Linked DNA regions of Drosophila melanogaster: region 2 is linked to region 1. A link is a contact called in public Hi-C data. All regions are on one chromosome and are shown on one strand. The core of a region is the stretch at or near the end of the contact, and the rest is flanking DNA. Distances in the headings are between cores, read along the strand shown.

Evidence for each region. Hi-C and Micro-C count contacts between places; a contact is called where the count stands out from the background.
Region 2: a contact with region 1 is called in a Hi-C map of the Kc167 cell line, with 5 times the contacts expected there. The contact joins the promoter of CG8034 here to the enhancer-like site in region 1. A contact is called at or near these places in 11 of 107 Hi-C or Micro-C datasets (the Kc167 cell line, the OSC cell line, the S2 cell line and 4 more) and 1 of 6 datasets of contacts at active chromatin or transcription factors (the Kc167 cell line).

Annotation. Positions count from the first base shown.
Region 1 is chrX:19,159,057-19,166,257 of dm6, reverse strand. RhoGAP18B (Rho GTPase activating protein at 18B) reads left to right here. Exons shown (of 6, transcript NM_001298497.1): 2 at 1,558-2,107. The coding sequence starts at 1,580. Among named protein-coding and RNA genes, the nearest start is that of RhoGAP18B, 4.4 kb to the left of the region's middle. Within about 2 kb of position 4,382, at least 9 of the 39 cell types and tissues checked have an H3K27ac peak or open chromatin away from gene starts, as enhancers often do. A contact at or near this core is called in the Kc167 cell line, the S2 cell line and embryo, where this site is marked.
Region 2 is chrX:19,294,957-19,302,157 of dm6, reverse strand. CG8034 reads left to right here and starts at 3,996. Exons shown (of 4, transcript NM_133148.5): 1 at 3,996-5,042. The coding sequence starts at 4,962. CG8051 reads left to right here. Exons shown (of 5, transcript NM_133149.3): 4 at 1-358; 5 at 435-828. The coding sequence ends at 577. It also overlaps sncRNA:763.

The DNA of each region.
Region 1 (7,201 bases), core at 3,133-5,632:
CAACAACACAACGGTGGGCAGTGATAAACACTCCGCGACAAGTGTGTAAAACATTTAAGCGCACAGTGGAATTGCATCATCTGGCCGCGGATTATTGCCTTATTTGTTTCCGAATGGCTATTTTCGGTGAAAGTTGTGATTGATAAGTTCCCTTTCTGATCATTTTTTTGTTGTTGTTTCGTTGTCCAATTTGTGTCACTATTGTTCTCCATCTGGCATCTGGATACGAGTTTTCGATCTATACAAAATGCCGCACATTGTTGTTTTTCGATTTGCATGCAGACTAGGCGAAGAAAGCTCTCGAAGCGGGGTAAATAAATAAAAAAAAAAAGTTAACACTCATAATGGGCTACAGTGGTCGCTGGAAAAAATCAATATTCCACTGTCAAGTCTGGGGTTCTGAGGTTTTCAAAACATGTTCCGACAAATCAATAAATTAAAATTTCTATAACCATTAATAGCTTACCTAAAACTTGTTTATAACGAAATGTATGTCGTATGTGGGGGATATTAATTTCCATAAATATCAATAATATGTTCGATAGCATAACTAGTATAAAAACATCAAGAACGAGACAAAAAATGAAAGGAATTGTCCACAAATGGTGATTAAAGGGTTTTTTCTTATCCCGCCTGAAGGACCATATGGACGTAACAGGATATAGTTCCGATTTCACAGTATTTTGCCAGCCATAAAATGGATCCACAACCACTGTGCGCCTAGAAGAGCCCCATAAACAAAACAAAAACCGAAAAAGACCAACAAAGTCTGCAAAAAAAAGAAGCAACAGCCAAAGCGGCAAGAAAAACGATTACGCCAACAGCCGCTGCTGCTTCAGTCGACGTCGCAGTCGGCGTCGGCGTTGGCGGTAAGGTAACGGTGGCGCTTGAAGGCGGTAACGCTGCGAAACGATTTAGTTGGCCGCCGCTGCCCGAACGCGTCTCCCGTGTGCTTCAATTCTCAGTTTTCGATACGAATGGTCGCCATGGTCTAGTCCCCATTCCATGCCATTCCATTTCCATTTCCACTGGCCTCGTGTAATTATGATATTTTCCAGGGTGTTACGATTAAAATTATTGATTTGTGTGGCCCCAGAAACACTCCCCCGCGCAGAAAAGTGATAAGAAGTGGACGCGTTGCTCATGCTTTTGGCTTTCTTCCGACGTTTTCACGTTTCGTTTAAGTGCACTGAGCAAAAAAAGTGCAATCTTTGACAAGGCATTTAATATATGTACACTCTTTCACTGGATCCTACACACTTGCTCGTACATGAATATGAAATAAACTGTGACGAGACTTACCTATAAACGATTTGTTCCACTAAAAATGCAAAAAAAAACCTAATTTGTACAAACCCAAAAACGTGACGCCCACAACCAACCCAATTTCTTTTCAGTGAATCCCTCCCACACAACACAAAAACGCCATAAAAACAAAAGAGTTAACAAAACGCAACCATAAACCAATGAGTTTAAAGTGAAAGAGTGAAGAATTAGGAAAGAGCAGAATCGTGCAGATTTCGAGTGTGTGATATCTGTTTTGTTTTTTTTTATTAGTTTTTTTTTGCACAGTGTGATCATGGCCGGCGATACGGAGAACAAAAGGGGCTATCGCACCATATTTCGCAGCATATCCCAGGTGTTCTACGCCAATGCAAAAAACTCGAGTAATACGAACAGCAGCAGCAGTAACAACAACAATAATATCATCAACTACAACAACAACACCATCGAGAACAACAACGAGGGAATCGGCCAACTAACAGTTACGCTCACCAGCATAACACCACCCACAGCCACATGGACGTCGACATCGCCCACAATCTCCACGTGCACAACTGCGTCCGCATCGGCGGGATCATCCACCGCATCCTTGTCGCCACTGGCTAGCAGATCAGCGCGATCGGCGGAGAATATATCCTGCAGCGAGTGTGGAAACCCAGATCCGTATCATGGCCAGGACATGGAGTTGGCAAAAGGTCAAGCCCTGACTCCCGAAGTGCCAGCAGTGCCGGTTCCAGCTGCCAGTGCGGATCAAAACCAGAAGCTAAGGGCCAGTTCCATGCTGGATCTGACCTCCAACCATCGCCATCAGAACGGCTTGAGGGTAAGTCCAATCTCACCTAGAAACATGCATCAATTTGTGGGGAGTAGCAAACGCCTTTCAAAAATGGCATTAACCAGACCCATCCATCAAGACATCCATCAAAGAGGAGAATCAGCCAAGAAAGTCCATCCTAGTTGACTTTAAATCAATCATTAACTTTTAAGCCTATGTGATGTACGAAAACTGATATTTCGTAATTTATTTATTTGATCACTTTGTATGACACATCCAGCTACCTTAGAGAGATCCAAAAATGCTAATCACTGGTAATACCTCTTTAAAAGTCCATATAAATGTGAATGGGGAGGCCCTAATAGAGCCGAGATTGAATTTCCCCGAAAAAGCTGCAACTACTGATCTTCGACTGATAATCCGTGTATCAGCTTTATTTATCGGCGATCCATAGGATTTCCCTGGCCCATGAATTTAAACCCGTTTACGGTCCGTTAGCGGTCTTTCATTGGAGGGTTCGGAATGAAATTTGCATTCCCAGTGAAAGTGAGACCGGAACGGGTTCCGAAAGAGTTCCGTTGGGTCCGAAAGTGAAAATCCATTTTCCACTGGCGCATCTCGGCGTCCTTCAGATCGCTTAGCTTGAAGATCAACTCATTTTGATAACTAATTTGTTTTAATACACGACTTTTCGTATTAATGTGCGTGCAGTAAAGAGTAAAACCTTGCTTGGAAACTGTATCATTAAACTAAGATGACCCACGTGAACAACTGTGAAATCCATAAAAAACCATTGGCCAATTAGCCAATAAATCATACTTGTCATGGGCATATAAGCAAGTTCATTTATATCAAAAACACATCGTGTATATGTATGTACATCAGTGTTTACATTTCCGTTTGTGCGAAGAATGCGATAAAAATATGGACATATGTACATATTTCGTAACCTTAACCTTGTTGATTACATTGCAGCCGTGCTGGGCAAGTTTAGTGACCCATTTTCATGGGATAAAATATATATATAAACGATTTTGTTGCTAAGGGAAAACTGTTTCCTGGCAAACTGGGTGCATATTTTCACATAATTTTACATTATTACATTTACATTTACATTATTTGATAACTACCATAAATCAATGTTAGTAACATCATGGACTTGTGTGAATATCGTTTGGCATGGCGTTTGCAATGGCATAGGGGCTTTCATTGTGCCATCCGAAAAGCGTCTTAACCCCCTAAAACCCCCTTAACCCATGCGGTTTTCTCACTGATGCAATGGCAAAATGCATTGCGCATGGTCTTATTTCGAGCTTTTGTCTGTTTCGTTTTCCGTTGCGTGTTTTGCCATTCGCCTTTGCCTACTTTATCATCTTTTAGTCCATCTTCGTTTTCGTTTTCGTTTTCATTTCCATTGTGCCGCTCAACTTGGCGACTAATTGCGAGTGCAGCTGCGCATGCGTGTTGCGCGCGACTTGGCAGCGATTCGGGCGCGTTTTCCCAGCGATTTTTGCATTGCGAAATGGGGAAAGAAATGAAACCAGGAAAAATAGAATATAACCATTATAAGCTGGGTCTCATTAGCAAGCAATTGTCAAGCGAATTTCTCTGATGCGAATGAGGGAACATAAAAGACATGCACCGGGAGAAAATACGTGTTATTTCTTTATCGCATTAAATATTTTTTAAGTTACTCAAGTAGCTAGATTAGCTAGATGGAGTCACTAGTATGTCGAGTTCTCGCATGTATCTATCTTTTGTCTTAGAAATATATTGCTGCATACTTTCAGACACCGAATGCATCTTATGTAACGAAATTTTGCTATGTGTAAATTGTAATGCCTAATAACAACTGAATGCCTTTTGTTTTTTGCTGTGCAGAGGCTTATCACTTGGTTCGTCTGACTGACGAGTGCAACAATTTTGTCATCAGTCAACAACGGGCACAAATACACGTACCCAGTCGGTCACATAGATACTCTGCGTGCATTATTTCCATTTGGCTTTATTTATGCATTTCATTTTCTCGCTCTGATTTGCCCCGCACTTTTGCCTCGAAATTTCTCTTTTAATTTAATTTTTTTTTTCTTTGTTAATGCAGCGCCAAGTAGAATTGTCGTCGTCTGATTGACACTTGAGCTGACATTCTCATTTCAATTCGAATTCGTACTCGTTTACGTATTCCGATTCCAATTCCAATTTCAGCTTCCGTTATCTCCCTGCCCCCCCCCCCCCCTCTCGCGTGCGTCATTGAATTCTCACAATTTGTATCTCAGAGGTTTTTATCTCAAATTGTGAGTCTATGAGTCAAGTTTCGGGGGCCCTTCGGCAGTGTGTTACTGATAGGAAAGTCTGGAGATGAGCTATATAGAAGCGGGCTCATTCCCTAAATTGGTGTTACTTACATATAAGTAGGATTGATCGAAAACAAAATTATATAGGAAACAACAATTTTCATTTACTTATTCAAGCTTCTGTTCCTGTCAACACGAACGTTTGCAAAATGCATAAATACACGTTTCGAAAACTAATATCTTTCAGTTCAATTCTTTGACCAAGCAATTGATAGGGAAATATGGTTAAAATCGGGAATAGTTTACACAGTAATGCAACGGTTTCTCAAAATTTACAAGGTTCTGTGTGTGTGTAAGGTTTATTGCGTTTTTAAAAAACAAAACTAATTTCATAATATTGAACAGGCCCTCTCTAATTCACACTTTTCTCATTAGCCACACAATCGTTTAAATGCTATTAATTAAGAGGCGTAAAGCACTTACAAATGCAGTGCATATTTATTGCATACTTCACACCATTTTACGCAAATTGTTTTTCCATTTTATCAATTATTGACTAATTCATCGGATTAGATTTCATGCTTGAATGGTATAAAACATCGAATGAGTCACAGGCGATGGTCAATAAAAAGTACCAATTAAGGCAGTTTTTTTGTATTTTTATTATTTTACCAGCAGCTCTTTACTTTACTTTTGAGGCGTTGACAAAAGCTGCTGGCTTCGGTCACCCAGCACACACACACACACACACACTTACACACAGCCACTCCCCACTCCCCTCTTTTCAACTCGATCTATCTGTTGCTGCTGCTGTCGCGCTTAATAAAATTCATTAAAAAAGGAGAAGACCGCCGTCCAACAATAATAATCATAAAGTGAACTCAGTGGAGAGGGGGGTGAAGAGGATGCATGTATTGGGGGAGGGGGAGTAAACACCAATACAGCCACATGCAACATTCAACGCAGAAATAGAGTTGCCATTCCAACTATTTAATTGCTAGTCAAGAAATAGCATTTTTTTTTAATCTTTTGCAAATTATTTGAGAATGAAGTTTTCTGCATTTTCAGAAACCAACTGAAAATATTAAAAATTAAAATTATTATTAAAATACACTTTATTTATGCACACTATTAGATATTATTATACATTTAGGATATACTACACATTTAAGATTAGATAAAATTGTATAGAATCTCTCCGCTTATCATAACTGCATATTGAGGCTTATTATATACACATTGAAATATTGAAATGCACTTGTTACTCGAATCCATCGGGTTTTTACTGTCGGATCTCGACAACACTGAGTTGCAGTCGCTGCCAACTCATTACCGACGGAAACATAATGCTGCCAAAGACGCGAGTCTGGTTCTGGACAGGGATGTGGATGTGGATGTGAGTGGGGACGGGGCTGTGGATTTGGTTGGGACATGGACGGGACTTGGACAGGGCCATCAGCCATCAACCATCATCCACGGGCCATGAGCCGTGGGCCACCCCTTTTAATTCTTCGTTTGTTTTTTTTTTTCGGGAAAAGAAGGCGGCCGAGGAACCCGCAGAAAAGCCAAACCAAATATGAGTCGGGGCAAAAAAAAAAAAAAAAGATGGAAACTGAAAGCGAAAACATGAGAAATATGTTCTTCAGGAATTAATTTACCAAGCACTGCGAATGTTAAATGCCCTACTCCGAGATATAATTCATAATTTATTAGCCGAATAAATATATATTAAATATATTTGGGTTTCAATTTATGCACTTAAAACTCATATGTGGTGGCGTGCTTTAAGATAGATATTAAATCTATAGTGTAAATCCCACACTTAGTCAACCCTAGAAAACCCTATGATTTATTGGTATATTCCTGCATATACACATACATACATAAAAGTACATATGTATGTATGTAGGGTAGCCGATAGCAAACAGTTGAATGCAATGTTGGTCACAGCCTGAATGCATTTCTTTATTTCGGTATGTGTGCGTATTTGTTGTTTTGTATCCGCATCTGTATTTGTATTTGTATTCGTATCTGGTGGATACATTTGATGCCGTCGGCAGCGAAGCCAACAACAACAATTGTGTTCATTGTGCTTAATTAATTTAGTTCAAAGATCAAGCGACCATATTGCTGAACATCGGCTGCAATGCGATTCTTCGCCGGCCTCTGCTCATTTTCATTTTTATTTTCATTTTCATTTTTATTTTTATTTTCATTCTCAGTCTCACTCTCATTCGCCTATTTTTTAAGTCTCTTCCCCGGAATTGTTGTTTTTTCCCCAAAGATGCATCCTCATCTTTTCTTTCTCTATTTGCTCCCGGTTCTGTTTTATATGGATTCCGATTTTTGTAAATATCGGTCGTGTACTATATGGATCTTCAAAACATGATTGCGAGCAGTATTATGAGGAACAGGATTATGAGGATTGGTTTCAAAATTCAATAAGAAATAAGAGAGCTTACGGTTCGTGCTGAAAGTGCAGTTCTCATTTTCATATCGGAATTGCTTGCAATAAAGTGTTGAGCAAAAGTATGTATGTACATATGTATATGCATATCGTAATCGGTTTACGCAACTGTTGTGCATAAATTGAACAGTGTTTAGCATTCATCATGGTTACTTACACAGCTCGATCCACCCGCCCAGCACCGCCCCCTCTGCGGTCCCAGAACCGACCCCAGCCCCCCCCTTTTTTTGCACCCCCTACTCCCAACTCAGCCGAACTGAAAAACAAACTCCCAACCCTCGACAGCACCCCCCCCCCCTTTACCACCCTCCTTCAGGGACCGCACTCGATATGCTTAATTAGGCAACGGGCGTTGAGTATAAAAAGCGTCTTTTGTCGCTG
Region 2 (7,201 bases), core at 2,747-5,246, 140 kb before region 1:
AGCGATTTGGGTTTCAATAAGGATCAGATTGCCCTGGCCATGTCCACGCTGGGATTCTTCGATCTGGTTGTTCGATTCCTTATACCCCTGATCACGGCCAAAATCAATCTAAGCAACCGTACCTTCTTCGTTGTGGGCATTTTGGGCATGTGCATTGGCCGCATGTTCCTCTCGATGACCTCCAATTTCTACGTCATGATGGCCATCTTCCTGTGGCTGGGCCTTAACAAGGCCTTCCGCACGGTCTTCTGGTCCCTGATCATACCCAGTTATGTGCCCCTGAAGAGATTGCCGGCGGCAGCTGGGCTGCAGCTGCTGATGTCCGGCACCTTTTCGATGATCTTCGGACCGCTGATTGGTGAGCAATAGATATACATAGACCAATATAATTGCAATTTCTAATCTTCTAATTGTGTAACCCAACGATCATCCAGGCTTAATCCGGGATCACACCAGCTATGCGGTGACCCTCAACCTGCTGAATGCCCTTTGCGTGATGGCCTTTGCCGGCTGGTATCTGGAAGATTTCATCCGCGCGCGCAGCCGGAAATCGCCACCGGTCAAGTCAATCAACTGATCAACATACGATGGCGTAGTTTTACTCAGTGCCAGCGAATTCCAGGACCAACACCGTTCCCCCATCCATCCTAACTTTAGCAAAATGTTATTCTTGTTATCGCATTTGCCCAGTGCTTTTTTTTTTATCTGTATGTTTATGTAAACTATATTCAGCGTGTACATTGTGTATATACTTTTCGAGTGTAGCAAATTGTATTAGATATTGATAATTGTTAAATAATATGCGTAAGCTGCCAATACTTAAACCTTAAAACAAGCGTTTCATTGAATGTTATCTTCGAATGTTATACCTAAAGTTATCTAAGATCTATGCGACAATTTATAGCGTTTGAAATATTCTAAACCATCGGACAACCACAGACTGTCAATTTTTCTTGTGGTGCGATTCGTTACTACGTGGCCCTGGTAAACGATCAGTCTCAACATTATATGATCCAATCTCTTGTGGCGCAGCAATAAAGTCGAATTAAAATCTGTTTGTCCATCCGTCTGACAGCATCCAAAGTTCAACATCTAACAAAAATCTTATGACACAACGGAAGAAAGTCCAACTGAATTGGAAGGAGCACGTGAATATCACGAGTCTACTCATCATAACATCCAAATCAATGATCAATGACACTGAGAATTGATGCGGAAAAAAAAATTGAACAAACACTGGTGGCAAGTTGACTTCTGAGAATTTATATTTATACCCGTTACTTGTAGAGTAAAAGGGTATACTAGATTAGTTGTAAAGTATGTAACAGGCAGAAGGAAGCGTTTCCGACCATATAAAGTATATATATTCTTGATCTGGATCAAATTCTAGAAGGTTGAGATTCAACATACTGATTCTAGAAACAAAGACGCAGCGCAAGTTTGTTGACAAACCGTACAAAACTGCCGCGCCCACACTTTTGAAAAATGAGTTGATATCATTTCACATTTTTATAAGTCTCGTAAATTTCTATCGATTTGCCAAATAAAACTTTTTGCCACGCCCACTCTAACGCCCTAGGCCGTTGAACCGTTCACGTCCACACTTTGAAACAATTTGTATATTTTTTCTCATTCTATCTCATTATACTGAGTAGGCTGAGCACTTGACTAATGAACATCGGAAGCTCGGAAATAAATAAATAAATAAATACCTAGATATAGATATCCAGATATAACGGCGTGAAAGGTTAAATCAAACCTTTAAAACATATTAGATTTGATTGAAACTGTTATCAATGCAAAACACCCACACTGAATGGATTTGTAAAATTATTTGACCAAACAATTAAATTTGCAAAATTTGACGCGTGCTAAAGAATAAACCAGTTTTGGTCGATGACAACAAAACATACAACAATGAATGGGTTAAGAACCGGGAATCAAAATGATATGTAACTCCGCGCCAGCGGAAAGTTACAGGCTCAAAAAAAAGTGTTTAAAAACAATCTCATAACGAGGCGATCAGGTTGAATGCACCGCGGTGCTTATCAAATAGATCGAGAGGAAACATACTGAAAACATATGCAAAAATCGGGCAGGAAACTCGGGCCAAGTTCACTGTCTCTACCAAGTCAATGGCAAATAAATTTGTCGCAGTCGGTTTTTGTAACCACGAGTATTGCTGTCGCCATCAGCGGAACTAAATGGAAAAAAAATCTGAGTGAATCAAACCAAATCGACCAGCTTGGGCATACCGAACACTCTTTTCATTTCAAAAAAGAAAAAAACCAATTAAATCCAAATTAACTTATTATATATTGTATGTATCTAAACATATAGTGTAAGTACTAACAATTTTTTAAGGTGTTTCGTGTGGGTCAGTGATCCATTGCGCGCATAGTGGGTGGTAATCCATCTTTCGCACAACTGAACCTTCGCCCTACTAAATCCTCTTTTCATCAGAGATAAACGAAGGCACACATATAAAGCCACCCACTTGTGGGCATCCCACCCACAGAGAGTAGGTGGCGTAATCAACTGAGCAACAAGTGGAAACAGGAAACAGGACTCAGCAGCTGTGCTGCCCATCTAGCCTTTTTATAGCTACAATTTCAATACCATATATGTTGGTGTACGATTTGTTATTATTTAAAATAAAAATTTTTTTTTTAAATATAAGCTCAATAATTCATTTTGGTAATGTCAAGTTTGACCCTAAAATTGTGCGAAATTAGATTTTACACATATTTTTTTGCCAATTATAGAAAACGGGCCTGTTTTCTAGAAACGTTTAAAAAAATTCGAGTTTATTTTGCAAGTCCTAACAAAATAACTCACTGCACGGATGTGTGGCGCCAGGACTGCCTAGTTTGTTCGAGATCGGGTCAATAGACTGTTAGCAGGTGTGTAACCAATAGGGGTGGTTTAGTGGCAACATCGTACAGCAAATCAACAATCTGTTGCCGGCAGTTTCAGCTTCAGGTACTCGCATGCAAATGCCACGTGGTTGTGTGCGGTGTCATTGCCCCACTTCTCAACTATCCCCACAGGAACTCCAGCAATTATCGATTATTTGTCAATCTTTTGGGACACCGCCGTGACCTTAGATATACAGTTTAATATCCTTAATTAAAAATAAATACCAATGTTGGATAAAAATGTACACATGACATACATGATTTGCAAACAAAAAGAACTAACAAACAAAATCCAGATACAATATTTAAAATCTCCTGATCTCATTTACGAGGGCGCACTGTTATCACTCTTTAACAAAGACGCAACAAGTTAACAGAAGAGAAAAGAGTGAGCGAGAGTAAAGAGCGAAGAGCTGAAGAGAGAGCTGGCTCATTTGCGCAACTGCAGCAGCGTCAAAAGGCCAAGTGAAGAACGTAAAGAGGAGAACGAGAGGAGAGGAAGAGCCTGCGAATGCAGCGCAACAACTGCAGACAAAGAACGAATGTAAACAAAGAAGGAAGGCGCATTGTTTGTAGATTTTGGCAAGCGAAGTAAGCGACTTCTCTCACTCCACGTTTTATTTCTCTTTCGATCGGCATTAGAACGCGATCTTGAAATACTGCAACACCGACACACACACACACACACACACACACACACACACACACACACACACACACATGGACATGGGGACTCTCTCTGAATGAAACGACACTGTGGCACAGTGGGCCCAAATGTAACCACTCTACTCCAATTTCATTTGAACCAGTTCCGATTTTCATTGTTTAGTAAGAGATCGGCAGGCTAAATATATCTAGTATCAAAAAACCGATAGTAATTCATAAGTTAATAATAATTAGTAATTCCCACCTTGCAGCCTTCTAATTTTTCGCGTTCTTTACAAAAGTGTGATCAAAAGTTCTAGAAATCTGGATCACCAATACCCATTGCTAGCTAGTTAACCAATTAATTTGGCCCACTGTGCGACGACGGTAACGGCGACTGAGACAGCGGCAGCGACGGGACGGCAAACGGCGACGGCAGTCAGTGTTCAGTATTCAGTATCGATTGAACAGCCGCGCGTAGCTCATCGAAATCGAGGAAGGAAGAGACGCGACGAGAGAGCGAGCAAGACGGACAGGCGACCAGACAGAGACAGCGACAGCAGGGAAAGGGAGACCAAGACGGAGACCGAGAAGGAGACATTGAGCGCCTGCCGCCCCCTCTTTTGTAATAAATAGCGCTGTGCGAAGCGACCACACTACCAAACGGCAAAAGTCCGCTGAGAGCGACGCAACGCAGGCCACAAAGGCCCGCCCCCCTCCCCCCTGCGATAGACACAACAGAACAGGAACAACTATTGCAACAACACTATCACACACACACACACACACACACACACCCGCAGTCAACAACACCCCCCTGAACGAAAGGGAGAACAGTGAAACAGCTGGAACAAGAAACCAGAAAACAAAACAGGCTGACAAAACAAATGTCAAAATTAGCGACTGACCAAAGGGAATTTTAATCAAAAGTTAATACGAAAAAACCAACAAACCACCACGCGTTTCTCCACCAAGTGCCTTAAAAGAAAAAAAAAAAACAGAAAGAACATAACAAACAAACACCGATTCAAATGAATTTAAATAACAAATTCCAATGTGATAAAGCTGAAATAATCGTAAAAACCTAACAAACAAGAGTTCACGTCTGTTCTTTTTTTTCGAATTTTTTTCGTAAGTGTGTTGTCTAAAAATCAAAGAAATGGAAAAATATAATTAGAACATCAGAAACAACAAACCCCACGGAGACGGCGGGCATAAATTAAGAAAATCGAAAAACACAAAGCCACAACGTAAAAAAAGTATCCATAAATCTATATGTGTGCTACACCTCATATATAGAGACCTAAAATAAAACCAAAACAAAAACAAAGCAAATCCAGGAAAAGCAGACAACCGAGGAGAACTCAGCACAGCACAGCACAGCACAACAAAGCAGAAATGGCAAGCAAACAACCCAGAAAAGTGGCGCCCGACGGTGGATGGGGATGGGTCGCTTGCTTTGGCGTTAGTTTGGTCAACGTAAGTTCAAATTTCCAGTTCTTAGTTGCCAGTTCACTGATTAATACTAAATAGATTCACCCAACGACACAACATTCCAATGCCAATTAGCTAATACGTATTGGCCAAGCTTTTATCAAGCAATTCCCTTCGGCCATCTCACTTACTTTCCCCATTTGCACTTAGGATAGGTTAGTTCCAAAAGCCCATGGCATTTCATAGTTGTATATTTTTATATGGCTCGTGGTAAACGTGTTTTCACATCGACGATAAGATTCAAATGAAATATGACGAAACTCAATATGCTTCTGGTCCTACCCGCATTCTCACATGTTTGTACACGGATTTATGATGGCTACCTGTAATATTCGTATGTTTGGTGTAGGGGCGGCATTTAGACCATTTTCATTAATAATAAATCGTCAAATGGACGTGTTTTGGTCAGCAAAAAGGGGAAGAGGTTATTGGAAGGGCGATGTTGGTGTTTATCAAATTTCAAACGCCCTTAAAATCACTGCATATCTGGTCATTAAAATGCTCGCAATACTGAGCTTGTAATAAAACTTAAATGAAATAGACCGTTATTTACTGACTGACACGTTTAGGCCGCTGTGCTTTAAGTCAATAAATCACAGTCTAAATGAGCACTAATACCGTCAGTTTTAGGTTTTTACTAATTAGTAGCATTTTCGAGGAATATTTCGTTTCGAACATATGCATTCTCTTTTATCCTGAACCTGCTTCTATGCATTTATGCATCTGCGCACTGGCATAAAACGCCTCTTTGGCCAACAGCTACAGCTGCAGCTCCCGATTTAAAAAGGGATCTGACAGAGCAGACAGAGAGCCGTGTATGTGGAGTAGAGAAAAAGGAGACCCCGATCATGGCCAAAGAGTTTGCTGTGGATAAATGGGATCGCATCTGGCTGGCGGTCACGCACCCGCCGCGTGATCTCGAAAATGCGTCTCAACGGAGGTGGTTTTTTTTTTTTTTCCACAATTTATGTAGTTGGCTGCGGTGGACTCCTTATATGCCTACGTGCTACATTGTTTCTCATTCATTTAGTTTTATTCTGTGCCCCTTGTTCTTGCTGTTTGCTGTTGCACAAATCTGGCTGTGAAGTGTTGGAGGTGATGGCAGAATAAAGAATCAATTGACACACTTCCTTAGATTTTATATGCACATACATATGTACATATAATGGGTTTTTGAAAAGATTTTTGGAATATTCCCAAAGAAAACACTCACCTTGACACATATTTGTGTGTTTGATGGTGAGATCATCATTAACTGAGCGTCGTGTTTTGCTTCTTTCATTGCATTTGTGATCCAATCGTTTATTTCTTGTATTCCATATGCATTCAAGGAACAAAGAAGTTATATATGTACATATGTATCTATATCAAAACAGACAAATTCACTGAAAGTAAGAATATGAATATTATATATAGAATATTTCACAATCGCGACACATCAATGGCGCTTTACCTGTCGAATGTCCACTATCTATGGGCATGACTCATGGCGAACTTGAAGTAAACGACACGAAATCAGATCATGTCAATTATGTAATGGTCCTGAAATTACCTTCTTTCCATATTAGCGATAACAAAGCGACTTGCTAATTGAGTCGAGACGATGTGCAATTACAAATGCTAATGCTTGTGTGTGGCCAAGCGAAGATCTCGAAATTATTGACAGCAATGGTACCATTTCCCATTCCCAGTTTCAGTCCAAGTCTCCCATGCAATGATTATGCGTGCTCAGTGTGAAGGCAATGATATGAGCATTATAGGTGCTTATATCATCTGGGTGCCGCCGACTCTGAAAATAATCAACGGCACTGATGAGAGGGGGTGGGGGGGTATATGGTTAGGATGTGAGCACACATTGAGTGCCAATGGCTCGGCCATTGAAGCCAAATGCGTTGTGACAAGTTTGTGCGAGGGCGGTTTTAATGGTTTCAATGTCTCAACATTACATACAAAAGCAAGCTAACAAGTAAAGTATCACATATATAAACTGTAAGAAGTAATTTTATCACGACTTGTACTTGTAAAGTGTTAAAACCTCACAATACTTGCACCACAAAATATATCTATATATATCTTGAACACTTTCTTTGTCAAGTTTCAAGTAGGGCCGATCGTTCTTTCTGGTTACTAATCGGCCAACCCAC